Regions from separate parts of the Mus musculus genome. Here all the other regions are linked to region 3. Evidence: chromatin contacts called from public Micro-C and promoter capture Hi-C data. All regions are on one chromosome and are shown on one strand. The core of a region is the stretch at or near the end of the contact, and the rest is flanking DNA. Distances in the headings are between cores, read along the strand shown.

What was found. Promoter capture Hi-C pulls out the DNA fragments that hold promoters and counts their contacts. Hi-C and Micro-C count contacts between places; a contact is called where the count stands out from the background.
Region 1: a contact with region 3 is called in a promoter capture Hi-C map of pre-B cells, with 6 times the contacts expected there. The contact joins the promoter of A630001O12Rik here to the promoter of Egln1 in region 3. A contact is called at or near these places in 1 of 39 promoter capture datasets (pre-B cells), 1 of 484 Hi-C or Micro-C datasets (B cells) and 1 of 115 datasets of contacts at active chromatin or transcription factors (pancreatic cancer cells).
Region 2: a Micro-C map of embryonic stem cells shows a contact between it and region 3, with 2.1 times the contacts expected there. The contact joins the promoter of Kcnk1 here to the promoter of Egln1 in region 3. A contact is called at or near these places in 1 of 39 promoter capture datasets (stem cell-derived epiblast-like cells), 1 of 484 Hi-C or Micro-C datasets (embryonic stem cells) and 1 of 115 datasets of contacts at active chromatin or transcription factors (embryonic stem cells).
Region 4: a contact with region 3 is called in a Micro-C map of embryonic stem cells, with 13 times the contacts expected there. The contact joins the promoter of Tarbp1 here to the promoter of Egln1 in region 3. A contact is called at or near these places in 3 of 39 promoter capture datasets (the C10 cell line and liver), 2 of 484 Hi-C or Micro-C datasets (both in embryonic stem cells) and 1 of 115 datasets of contacts at active chromatin or transcription factors (pancreatic cancer cells).

What each region holds. Positions count from the first base shown.
Region 1 is chr8:126,847,439-126,850,269 of GRCm38.p6, forward strand. It overlaps A630001O12Rik (RIKEN cDNA A630001O12 gene), which reads left to right and starts at 1,582. Exons shown (of 2, transcript NR_151740.1): 1 at 1,582-1,792; 2 at 1,923-2,831. All of the region lies in intron 1 of Gm31718 (a long non-coding RNA gene), which reads right to left.
Region 2 is chr8:125,993,694-125,996,393 of GRCm38.p6, forward strand. It overlaps Kcnk1 (potassium channel, subfamily K, member 1), which reads left to right and starts at 1,409. Exons shown (of 3, transcript NM_008430.2): 1 at 1,409-2,121. The coding sequence starts at 1,767.
Region 3 is chr8:124,947,972-124,950,788 of GRCm38.p6, forward strand. Egln1 (egl-9 family hypoxia-inducible factor 1) reads right to left here and starts at 1,283. Exons shown (of 5, transcript NM_053207.2): 1 at 262-1,283. The coding sequence starts at 1,083. It overlaps Gm46060 (a long non-coding RNA gene), which reads right to left and starts at 254. Exons shown (of 2, transcript XR_001778719.2): 1 at 1-254.
Region 4 is chr8:126,473,794-126,476,536 of GRCm38.p6, forward strand. Tarbp1 (TAR RNA binding protein 1) reads right to left here and starts at 1,272. Exons shown (of 30, transcript NM_001159907.1): 1 at 462-1,272. The coding sequence starts at 1,272. It also overlaps the pseudogene Gm6091.

The DNA of each region.
Region 1 (2,831 bases), core at 332-2,831, 1.9 Mb after region 3:
AGGGCAGAGAGCTCAGCAAACAGCACACAGAAGCTGGGTATAGCAGTGCACACTTGTGATCTCAGCACTGAGCTGAAGGTCAGCCAGCCTTGGCTACTTAGTGTGTTTGAGGCCAGCCTGAGCTATGTGAGCTCTTGTTCACATACCCCAATAAAGACACACACACACACACACACACACCATGGCTTCCCTGCTGCTCAAAGCCACAGAGCAGAACCGAAATCTCCCACAAGCCTCATGGCAGGTACCCATGTAGGCCGAGCTGCCAGCCACAGGCCACACGCAGCTGCTGTGGTTGACAGCACAGCTCCATCCCTGGCATGTTGTCACCTCCTGAAACAAGAGTGAAAGTCACCGCATCCTCAGCTCCATCCTTGAAGCAGCCTCTGAACCACGCCCCCAAACTGTGGCCCCTCGTGCAGAAGGCCCATGAGGGAACAGAAAGTCTGATGCCTGTCAGTCACTCCAGCACCCAGGTGCAGCTCTTCAAGCTACAGATAACCGTGTGACATCACCCAGCTGTTATTATCAGCACTGTGAGTGTTTACTTCATCTTCAAAGAGAGTTCCAGACTGGTATCTAGTGACTAAGTGGAGGTCAGAGATCCTCTGACATCAGTCATGCCCAGAAGGGACAAGCCCAGTTGCCAGCTCTCGGTGACCATGTGCAAACTTTGAGCTCCTTCCTGCCCAGTGCCTCTCCCAGGCTCCATACATGCCCTGGCCATGAGGCTGTCCCTGATGGCTGCCAGTCACATAGACACGTGGGTGTCACCTTCTATTGTTTTCCAGAGCATTCTCTCTGGAGTCCAAACATTGCCACATTGCCACTGTTGACACCACCTCTTAGAGAGCCTGCCCTTTATGACCCAACACAAGACACAAAAGGCATCAGACTGGTATTTCCTTTACCCCATAGGGATTTTTTATGGGGTTTTTATTTGGTTTCGTTTTTGGTGTGCTTCTGAGAATTGTCCTTTTGTTCTTCCGTTTGGTTGCAAAGAGCACTCTCCAAGGAATTCTGCTCAAAAAAAAAAAAAAAAAAAAAAAATCACACAGCTTTTTACCTGAAGCTTGTATCTCCAGAAGGAGACCTTCACCCACCACCACATCCTCCCAGGAAATAACAGCTTAAAGGACAGATGAACCCGCCATGGGGCCCTACTCCTCGCTGCTAGGCTCTGGGTAAGGTGAGCAGGGGCAGAAAGGCTGCATCTTCATGCTGGGACTCAGGAAGAGCCTCATTGTCTGTCTTAGGCAAGGACCTGCTCATCACACAGCCCAGATGTGAGCAGTTATTAGATCAACACTCCCCATACCACCACCATGGAGGAACCACTGACATTTACCTGGCCCTAGCAAAGGCCACCAAGGCCATGTCTGGGACTTTGAACTTTCAGTCACTCCCTAGTGAGGCCGTGCGTAGTATCGAAAGCCACCATCTTTTACGTTGTCTACCGAGGTAGAGGAAGTTTCTCAAAGACAAGCGATTGGAATCAGAGTTCAGAGGAAGCTGGCGTGAGAGCAAGGGGAGCCCCTGGCCTGCCTATCGCTGTACCAGAAGCTCCAACTGCCTCAACTCACAGCATTCTTACTTGCAGCTACATAGCCCCACCAACATTGCTAGGCTGAGCAGGACCAACCGACCATCTGCCTGGTCATGCAATGTGCAAGAAAAAATAAGAAGAATGTGCTGGAAGGTCAGAGCGCTAACCATCTAAGGCGATGATGGGTAGGCGCCAAGGCCCAGGGACATAGAAGTGTTCTGTAAAGGAGTCCCAAGTCTCCATTGGGTGAGTAATCTCATCTCTGAGCACAAGGAATGCTCTTAGAACAGGTTGTACCTGACCCGCCACAGTCAGCTCTGCACTGTCCGTGGAAATTCCTGGTATGACCATCCTAACCATGTGTTCGTCTTCCTAGTACTGCATCACCAACCTAAGGATTGACTGAAGCCCAGGGAGATGACCTCACTACCCATCACCAGAAGAGACTCTCAAACCCAGCTGCCCCTTCAGAGCTGACTCCTGGCATAAGGATGCCCTGATCTGGGCACAGCCCCAGAAACCTATCCCTGGACTCTGTCCGTTGACCACAGGAAGAGCTCCAGTTGAGTCAAAGGGGAGTCTGGCTAGTGGTAGGGCTGCAGGATCCAGCTTAATCCCCTTACTCATCTAAAAGGTCACTGAAGGGGCAGCGGCCTTAAGGGGCAGATCATCAGTGTTGACTACAAGTTCAAAGAATCCACAGAAAGCCACACAGTGCCCCCTGGCTCCAACCTCAGAAATGGAGCCGACCCTGACTCAGAGAGGAAACAAAGGCTGACTCACTCACCCTCCACTTCCTCCTTTTGCCCAGCTCAGCCAAGACCAGCACTGGCTTCCAGCGACAGACAGGTGACCACTACTTGCAAACCTGCAAGGGGGAGCACAGGCTCACTCTGCCAAGGACCACCAGACCTCGATTTACTACTGCCCTCACCCTCTGTATCTTCCACACAGTGCATGGCTGGTAATGGCGCTGTCCTGTCTTGTCCTGCCTTGACCTTGGCTGTGTTATTCTTCACTTCCCTGTTCAGCGCACAGCCACACTTTCCAAACATCATGAATCATCAGTACAGAGCAACGGCCACTTAGTAAAGCAGGAAACCACTGCACGCCAGGCCTGGACAGAGCAGTTCCCTGCTCTGGCCTCTCCTGTCCCCTGATCACTGTGACACAAAGCCACAGTGGAGGTCCCAGGGACTATTGCACCACTGGGTATTCAACCCCTACACCATCAGCCCTTATACTGGGCAGGATCTTCCTAGCTGAGCCTTCCCTGCCTGAGCTG
Region 2 (2,700 bases), core at 159-2,658, 1.0 Mb after region 3:
ATCTACCATAGATGAGGAGTATTTTTTTTTAATATAAGAAATTGAAGCTACCTCTCTCCTCTACTTCCCCACAAACAGCTGCTGGAGGCAGTTCTACTTCTACATGTTAGCCTGCTTTGCAGACACAGTTCTGTTACAGGGTACAGCATAAACGGTTCGCATATTTGAGATTCCAGACAGCTGTGCTTACGTCTGCATAGTCTTCAAATTCATCTTTAAAGATCAGATGTCATCTTGGCTGGGGAACGGTTCAGCAGTCCAGGTGCTAACCACGGTCCCGGCAACCGGAGTCCATTCCCGGAGTTCATTGGAGACATTGATAATAATGATAATGCTATGATGATGATGATGATGCTTCAACATTTTTTTTTTTAATTCGAGTCCTGAGTGTCTGACCACAAGTCTGGGTACCCAAGTACTTTACCACTACGTCATCTTTCCTGCTCCCATTCCCCTAGTTAGGAGCCTTTAGAATGTCCCTGACTCTTGACTCCATGTGCATGTAATGACAAAAATACACCTCTGTGTGTGGAGTGGTGGTTTGAATGAAAATGGCCCCCACAGGCTCATAGGGAGTGGCGCTATTAGGAGGTGTAGCCTTGTTGGAGGAAGTGTGTCGCAGGGGATTGAGCTTTGAGGTTTTAAATGCTCACGCTGACCCAGTTTTATTCTTTCTCTCTCTCTCTCTCTCTCTCTCTCTCTCTCTCCTGTTTGCCAATCCAGATGTAGAACACTCCGCTCTTTCTCCAGTATCATGTCTGCCTGTGTGCCACCATGTTCCCAGTCATGATAATTATAGACTAAACCTCTAAAACCGTAAACCAGACCCAGGTAAATATTTTCCTTTATGAGAACGGCTGTGGTCATGGCGTCTCTTCACAGCAATAAAAACCTAAGACAATAGGTATGATGTATGGCACGATATATAAGACAGGATACAGCTATGCTGAGTCTTATGTATGTGACTGTCATCCTTCTCTAGGAAGTGTCACAGAGTCAGGTCCTCCACCCCCACCCCTAGAAGCACACAGCTAGACTCTAGAAGCACACGGCTGCACATGTCTATGCAGAAATGTAGAACCCAACCTCATCCACCATCAGTTCCTCCGTGCCCTAGCGCACATTTCCATTTCTGTCTCCTGACCACGAAGTCCTTAAAGTTTGGGGTATTGTTTAGGCTAAAATCCAGAAGCTGTGTTTTCCTGTTCCAGGTGGAGGATGGGGTCAGGAGAGGATTCAAGTAGCTTTTTAGAAAGAGGTTCATTGTATTTTCAATAGTCTGGGCAGCAAATGGCTTAGCTGTCCAGTCAACAAGACAGAGGAAGACAGGATCTATCTGTACCCTTGGTATTTGGCTATAGTAGCTTTAATCAGGAGGAATGCCTGGGGGGACAAAAGTAGCTAGGACGGGGGTTACGGTGGCGCGCGCGCGCGCGCGCACACTCTCTCTCTCTCTCTCTCTCTCTCTCTCTCTCTCAGCTCAGGCCTGCTGACTGCACTGGGGAAGGGAAGAGGGAGCCAGGCAGCCTCCGGGTGGCCTGGCCAGGGTCTGGCGCCACCAAACCTGCACTTTCCGGTTTCGGAAGCCAGGTAGGGGGCGCGGGCAGCCAGCAGCTCCCGCCAAGTGGGTGAGAGCGCTCCGCCCGACCAACTCCCGCTACCTGAGCCGGCCACCACGTCACCGCCACATCATCTGGCCTCTTGTATTTGCACGAAACCAGGAAAGGGAGCGGCGGCGGGAGGCGCGGAGCGCGGGCGCCGGGAAGATGCTGCAGTCCCTGGCCGGCAGCTCGTGCGTGCGCCTGGTGGAGCGGCACCGTTCGGCCTGGTGCTTCGGCTTCCTGGTGCTGGGCTACCTGCTCTACCTGGTGTTCGGCGCCGTGGTCTTCTCGTCCGTGGAGCTGCCTTATGAGGACCTGCTGCGCCAGGAGCTGCGCAAGCTGAAGCGGCGCTTCCTGGAGGAGCACGAGTGCCTGTCGGAGCCGCAGCTGGAGCAGTTCCTGGGCCGCGTGCTGGAGGCCAGCAATTATGGAGTGTCGGTGCTCAGCAACGCCTCGGGAAATTGGAATTGGGACTTCACCTCGGCGCTCTTCTTCGCCAGCACCGTGCTCTCCACCACAGGTAGGGCCGCTGCTGCCACCTTACCCCAAACCCCGGCGTCCCCAGGCCTCCGCTGGGCGCATCCTGCGGTGGCTCGCAGTGGCGGCAGCCAGTGAGGTGACCCCGGAGCACGATATGGGTACTGCAGCTGTTACTCTTTGGGAATGGTCTCAAACACTCTGGACCTTGAGGCTGCAGGGGTCTCATTCACTTCTCCGTCCTTGTGAGGAGCAGGTAGGAGCTGATGGGAGGGTAGGTCCCCGACATTTCTGTCCTGGCAACTGAGCAGCAAGACCAGGAGATGAGGAGAGTATCCTGTGCTTAAGAGCGTTCGCCTCCTTCTGGCCCCATCCCAGAGACCCCAGGCCGAGAAACCTAGCAATGACCCTTGGATGGGTCACCTTCATGACTGTGACTCCCTTCCCTACTGTAGACCTATTACAGCTTCTTTGGATCTGTTTTGGGGACAGTGGTGACATCACTCTGCTCTCTGCAGGTGACCTCTAAGCAGGCAGGCCTATGGGGGTTTCAGAGTAGGAGGAAGGGTGGGAGAAGGGAAGGGAGTCACTTGACCTGGGCCCCACATGGTGGGGCTTCCTG
Region 3 (2,817 bases), core at 33-2,532:
TGCGCGCTAAAAACCGCGGGGCTTTTAACTAGCTCAGGCACACAGGCAAGATAAGATGCATCACCCAGACCCGGTGTAGCTGGTACCCCAACGACCCCCACGAGTGACCAGGGCTCCGGCAGGCTCTGCACTGTGCACTGTGGCAGACAGTACAAGGACAAAAGGAGCCACGCTAAGACAGAGCGCCGGGCCCCGGGTCTGCGGGGGCGGGGGGTGGTCCTCACAGACCCTCCTCCGGTCGCAAGAGCCCCAGCCACTTACTTTCGTTCGGCCGTTTATCCTGTAGTTGCCCAGCTTCCCGCTGCAGTGGCGGATCAGGTCGTCCATGCTGCTCATGAGCAGGCCGATGGTTTCGCAGCCGGGCTCTTTGCCCTCGATCCAGGTGATCTGGTCCCCCCGGATGTCCTTGGAAGAGTCACTCTTCTGGCTGACCAGCTGCCCGTCCGTGAACTTGCCGGTGTCGTGCAGGGCGCGCACCTCATCGCCGATCTGCTGCCCGGTCTCCCTGCCCAGGAAGTCGTCCACCACGCAGATGCCGTGCTTGTTCATGCACGGCACGATGTACTCCAGAGCCAGCTTCAACGCGGGCAACGGCTTGGTCTGCCCGTTGGGCCGCAGCCCTCCACCGGGACTCAGCGCCTCCCCGGGGCCGCCACCCGCTGGGCACAGGCTGGCGCGCTCGGGGCCCGGAGACCGGCTAAGCGGAGGATCCTCGGAGCCGGGCTCTGCTGGGCCGGGGCCGCTCCGGGCCTGCGCCGCGTCCTCCGGGCCCGGTACGCGCGAGGCCGCCGCGCTGTCCCCGCGCCGGGCCGCCCCGCCGGCGCGCGCGGCTCCGGGGGCCCCACCGGGCGGGGGCGCGACGCGGGGCTGCGCCGGCGCGGGCTGCGCGCGGGGGGCCTCGCCGCCCTGGCACACCAGCTTGTGCTTCTTCCAGTCCTGGCGCTGGTGCTCTTTGCAGCAGTAGAAGGAGCTGCGGCAGCGGCCGCAGCGCAGCAGGTTCTCCATCTTCCCGCACAGCTCGCAGTACTGCCGGTCGCGCTCGCTGGCGCTCAGCACGCCGGGCCCGCCGCTGTCACTGGCCATGGCCGCGGCAGGGCGGGCCGCGGGCCGGGAGCGGGGCGGCGGCGGGGCCGTCGGGGCGCCCGCCCGGGGCCGCCGCCCGCTGCGGGAGGCCGCGCGCGCCCTGGCCTCGCCTGCCTTGCCCGGGGCCGCCTAGCGCCGCATCGCGCCGGAGAGAGCGCGGCCTGCGCGGCGCACAGCGCCCTGGGCGGGCGGGCCCAGCCGGCTGCGTCGGGGCGGGCGGGCAGGGCGCGGGCCTGCGGGCGCCACTCGCTCCGCGCGCGCTGCACGTACACCACGGCCCCGGCGACCCGGCGCGCGGGCGGAGAGGGCGGGGGCCGCGCGCACGCGGCGGGCCGGGCCTAGCGGGCGGGCGCGCCGCTTCCTCCGCCCTCCCCTCCTCCTCGCGGCTCCGCCCGGGGCGCGCGTCGCCGGCCTGCGCGCGCGCAGCTCCACCTGCCTGTCCGGGCCCGCCGGCAGCGCTCCGGGGCTGCCTCGGCCACCTCGGTCCCGCGGAGGAGGAAACGGAAGCTCAGACGGCCGCTGGGCCGCTCCAAGCTCCGGGACGGCCGCTGCGCGCTCCCGGTCTGCTGCTCCCCGGAGGCCGCGGAGGGCACAACAAAGGCCCCCCGGGCAGCCTGCTCCGGGACCGGCTCCTGCAGTCGCCGGGCCTGGTTCTGGCTTTGCTTTGTTTTTGCTTTTCTGCGGTCCTTAAACTCTTGAGATTTCTCCCGGTTCCGGTTCGAGACCTCTGGGTTAAGTAAGGTAATCAGGGCTCGGTTCCAGATCCGCATTCAGGCCTGAAGCTCTCAAGAGCATAGTCCGTGAACGAAGCTGCACAGGGAGTTAAAGTCTCACATTAGAATCTGCCAATAGTGTCTGCAGAATTATGAGGATTATTACGGGCTTTCTTTGTTGTCTTGAGACGCAGCCCGGTAGTCCTCGGAAGTAGATTCTCCTACCTCTTCTGGTCAGTGGTAAGGTGATTAGCGTGAGCCCTCTTTGCCAACTCAGTTATCTGCATTTTGTTTGATTTCAGTGTTGTAAATTGAGACGAACACACTAGTTGCTGTTTCTTTGTTTTTATGAAACCTTCAAACCTCATAGAGCTTGGCACGGTGGTAAACGGCTTTAATGCTGGCACTCAGAGGCAGGAAGATCATTGTGAGATTGGGGCCAGCCTGGGCTACAAAGTGAGTTCCAGGATCAAACGCACTTGCACACACAGCTCAGAGAAACAAACCAGAGACTGTCGGTTCCACGTGTGATTTGTAGTAAGTAACTAGTGGGGCCGGGGCAAGGAGAATGACGGGTATATTTGGAGCTGCAGAGAGGGAAGCAAGAGCTGTACAGGTTGAGGACCAACCTGCTCTATGTGGTGGGTTCTGGGACAGCCAGGGCTACGGAGTTCGACATGGTCATACAGCCTCCAAAACAGAAGGACCTCCCTAGGTGCAAACATTTGTCATAATGTACACACACGGTCGTATACTTGAGTGTAGCCATTGGGACAGACAGCCGAGAATTTAAAATTGCTGTTTGGATGCCAGGGGGAACACAGAAACGGGAATTGTTAGCTCTGCCATTTGAATGAAGTTGCAAGCAAACAACTCCGAAATGTAAGAGCGACAACATTTACACGCATACACTTTGAGAATAATCTTGAAGCTGAACATGGTGGTAGCACACGTCTGTAGTGCCAGCTCTTGGGAGATGGAGACTGAGTTCATCTTTGCTTACACAGAGGCCACCCCTGAC
Region 4 (2,743 bases), core at 22-2,521, 1.5 Mb after region 3:
TAAAGGCGTGGAGCAGGCTTGGTTTTACACAGAGCATGCTACCGCGTGTGCGATATCTTAACCTTCACTGGGTCCACTTTTCCCAAAGTGCAGGAGGAGGCCGGTGTAGGGTACCACATGCAAGTGTCAAATCCGCTCAGGATGAGGTGGACGCCCCTTGAAGGCTGGTTTGAGGTAGCAGAGTGTGGCTGGGGCAAAGAGATAAGTAGGTGCCAGTCTGGAGAGATGGTTCAGGGGTTAAGAGCACTTGATGTTCTTCTAGAGGACTGGAGTTTGACTCCCAACACACACATCAGGTAGTTCACAATTGCCTTTAACTCCAGCTCAAGGGGATTTGATGCCCTCCCAAGCATACGCACGTGATGCACATAAACTTACACAGGCACGCGCGCGCGCGCGCACACACACACACACACACACACACACACACAATTTTGTTTTTTAGAGAGACAAGTGGGTACCTTTTGTGTCCTGGGGGCTGCAGGAGCAGTCCACCGCCAGCTCTGCAGACACCTGTACAGCCCTCTGCAGCAGGTAGCGCGCGCGCTTTCGCGTGAGCCCGTCCTGCGCGCGGCCCAGCCCCGCCTGGACGGTTCTCCAGAAGCGGCCGCAGAGACGGGCGTCGAGATCCCCGTGGCGCTCATGGTTGGTCAGCAGCTTCTCGGCCAGTGCGCTCAGCACCAGCAGTTCTGGCCCAGTGCTGCCCTCAGCTCCCGGTCCCGCGGAGCTCAGCGCGTCCCACGCCGCACGCAGAGCCGGTTCTGCGCTCTGTGCCAGCGCGGGCAGCAGGCGCGCTCCCACGGCCGGCGGCGCGTCCCCGGCCAGCGCCAGCTCCACAGACGCGCGCCCCAGGCGACGCAGCAGCGGGGCATCCTCCGGCGCGCGTAAACACGGCGCCACGGCGGCCAGCAGCTCCACGGCTGGCGCGCTCGGCAGCTCGCGCAGCGCTTCTTCGGCCAGAGTGACTGCCAGCTCCGGTCCTGCCAGGCGCGCGCACGAGCGCAGCGCCGCACTCGCCGCTCGGAGCACGCGGGGCCTCGCAGGCCCTCCGCCCTGGGACGCGTGCAGTAAGGGCACCAGGTGGTCCCTGGCCACCTCGTGTGCCGCCTTGGCCAGCGCGCCGGCGCCCGCGCCGCGCTCCTCCAGCCGCTGCAGCACCAGGCGCAGGGTCTCCGCCCGCTCCGCACTCGCCTCCCCGCCGCACAGCGCGCCCAGCAACTCGCCGGGCTCCCGACTCTGCGTTAGAAGCGCGTCCGCCAACACCCGCTCCATTTCGCGGGGAGTAGACCTGTGCGCGTGCGCCGGCCACCCTAAGCGCGAGTGCGCGTGCGCGGCGAGAGGTTCCCACCCACACATACCCTGCCCGGCATAGGACCGCATAAGGTTCCTTCAACTTTGTTGGGAGTGTGATGCCTCCTGCCACTCACAGTTTTTAGTAAAAAGAGTTGCTGCAGACATAGTATTACACCAGTTCCGAAGTTCCCGATTGGAAATAGGCCTAGGGCCTAAATTTTCTAGCTGGCCCTAAATTCACATAGATATCCTGCAATCCCCCCAGATGGCTGCTTTTTAAAAGGGTGCATGTTAAGAGTTACCACAAAGTCTCTAAAACAATGGATCACAAATGAAATCTGGATTTATGTTTTGAAAATAAGTTATGAGAGCTGAGAAGATTGGTCAGTAGGAAAAGGGCATGTTATGAAAGCATGAACATCTGAGTTAGGATCCCATGGAGAGGTAACTACCATCCTGCGTGGTGGAGACACATCTCCCCGCCGCCCCCCCCCTCCCCGACTCCCCCGAGTCGCTGATGAGCCAGTATGGCTGAGATCAGTTCCAGGTCCAGTGAGAGAGCCTGACTCTTTTTTTTTTTTCATTAGTAGTAAACTTTAATATTGTTCACTTTGCACAAGAAAAGTGGCTCACTAAGAGCTGGGGTTCTGAGGAGAGAATGTTTAGGCATAAATGGGGGAGCTGTGAGAGGCCTGGAGCCTTGGTGAGGGTGGGGCTCTGAGACTGAAACCCAGCCACCAACAAGGAAGAAACTAGCCCCACCAGTGTCACAATGGTGGACAGCTCTGTCCTCACCTTTGGCTGAACGCGGGACCCCTAGCCACCAGGCAGGGTCTGGGCTCCAGCCTGCATTGAGGCATCTTGGCAATCAAGAAGGGAACTGAAAACGGCTTCAGCGAGTGGACGATGGATGAGCCCGTTCAAGGCACAGTGTCCATTAGGAATGATAGGCCCGCGCTCCCCCTGCTCTCTGAGAGTCCAACCTGGGTAGGAGCTGGCAGGCCCCAGGTCCCCTCAGTTGGCAGAGTTGTATTGTAGGACTTGCTGAGAGGCAAAGAGCTTCTTGACAGCCAAGGCCTCTCCCGGCTGCCCCAGCACCAGACAGTTCTCTTTGTTGTCTGACCCAGCAGCCTGGGCTGAAGACTTCTTAAAGTAGCACAGGCGGCACACGGAGTGATACTTGTCGGCTCCGCCAATCACCTCCACCTCTTTCTCCAGACCCAGCCTCTTCGTGTAGGCAGCTTCTCGGAAGCACTCCATGCACACAGCGGTGAGCTTCACCACACTCTCCGCCAGGGGCACCAGGTTCAAGATGCTGCCGAAAGCCTTCCTCTGGAAGGTCCCATCCAGTGCTGCCACAATTACTGTCTTGCCCTCGTTGGCCATCATTTCACAGAAATCCACAATGTCAGGAAAAAACTGCCCCTCATCGATGCCAATGACGGCCACA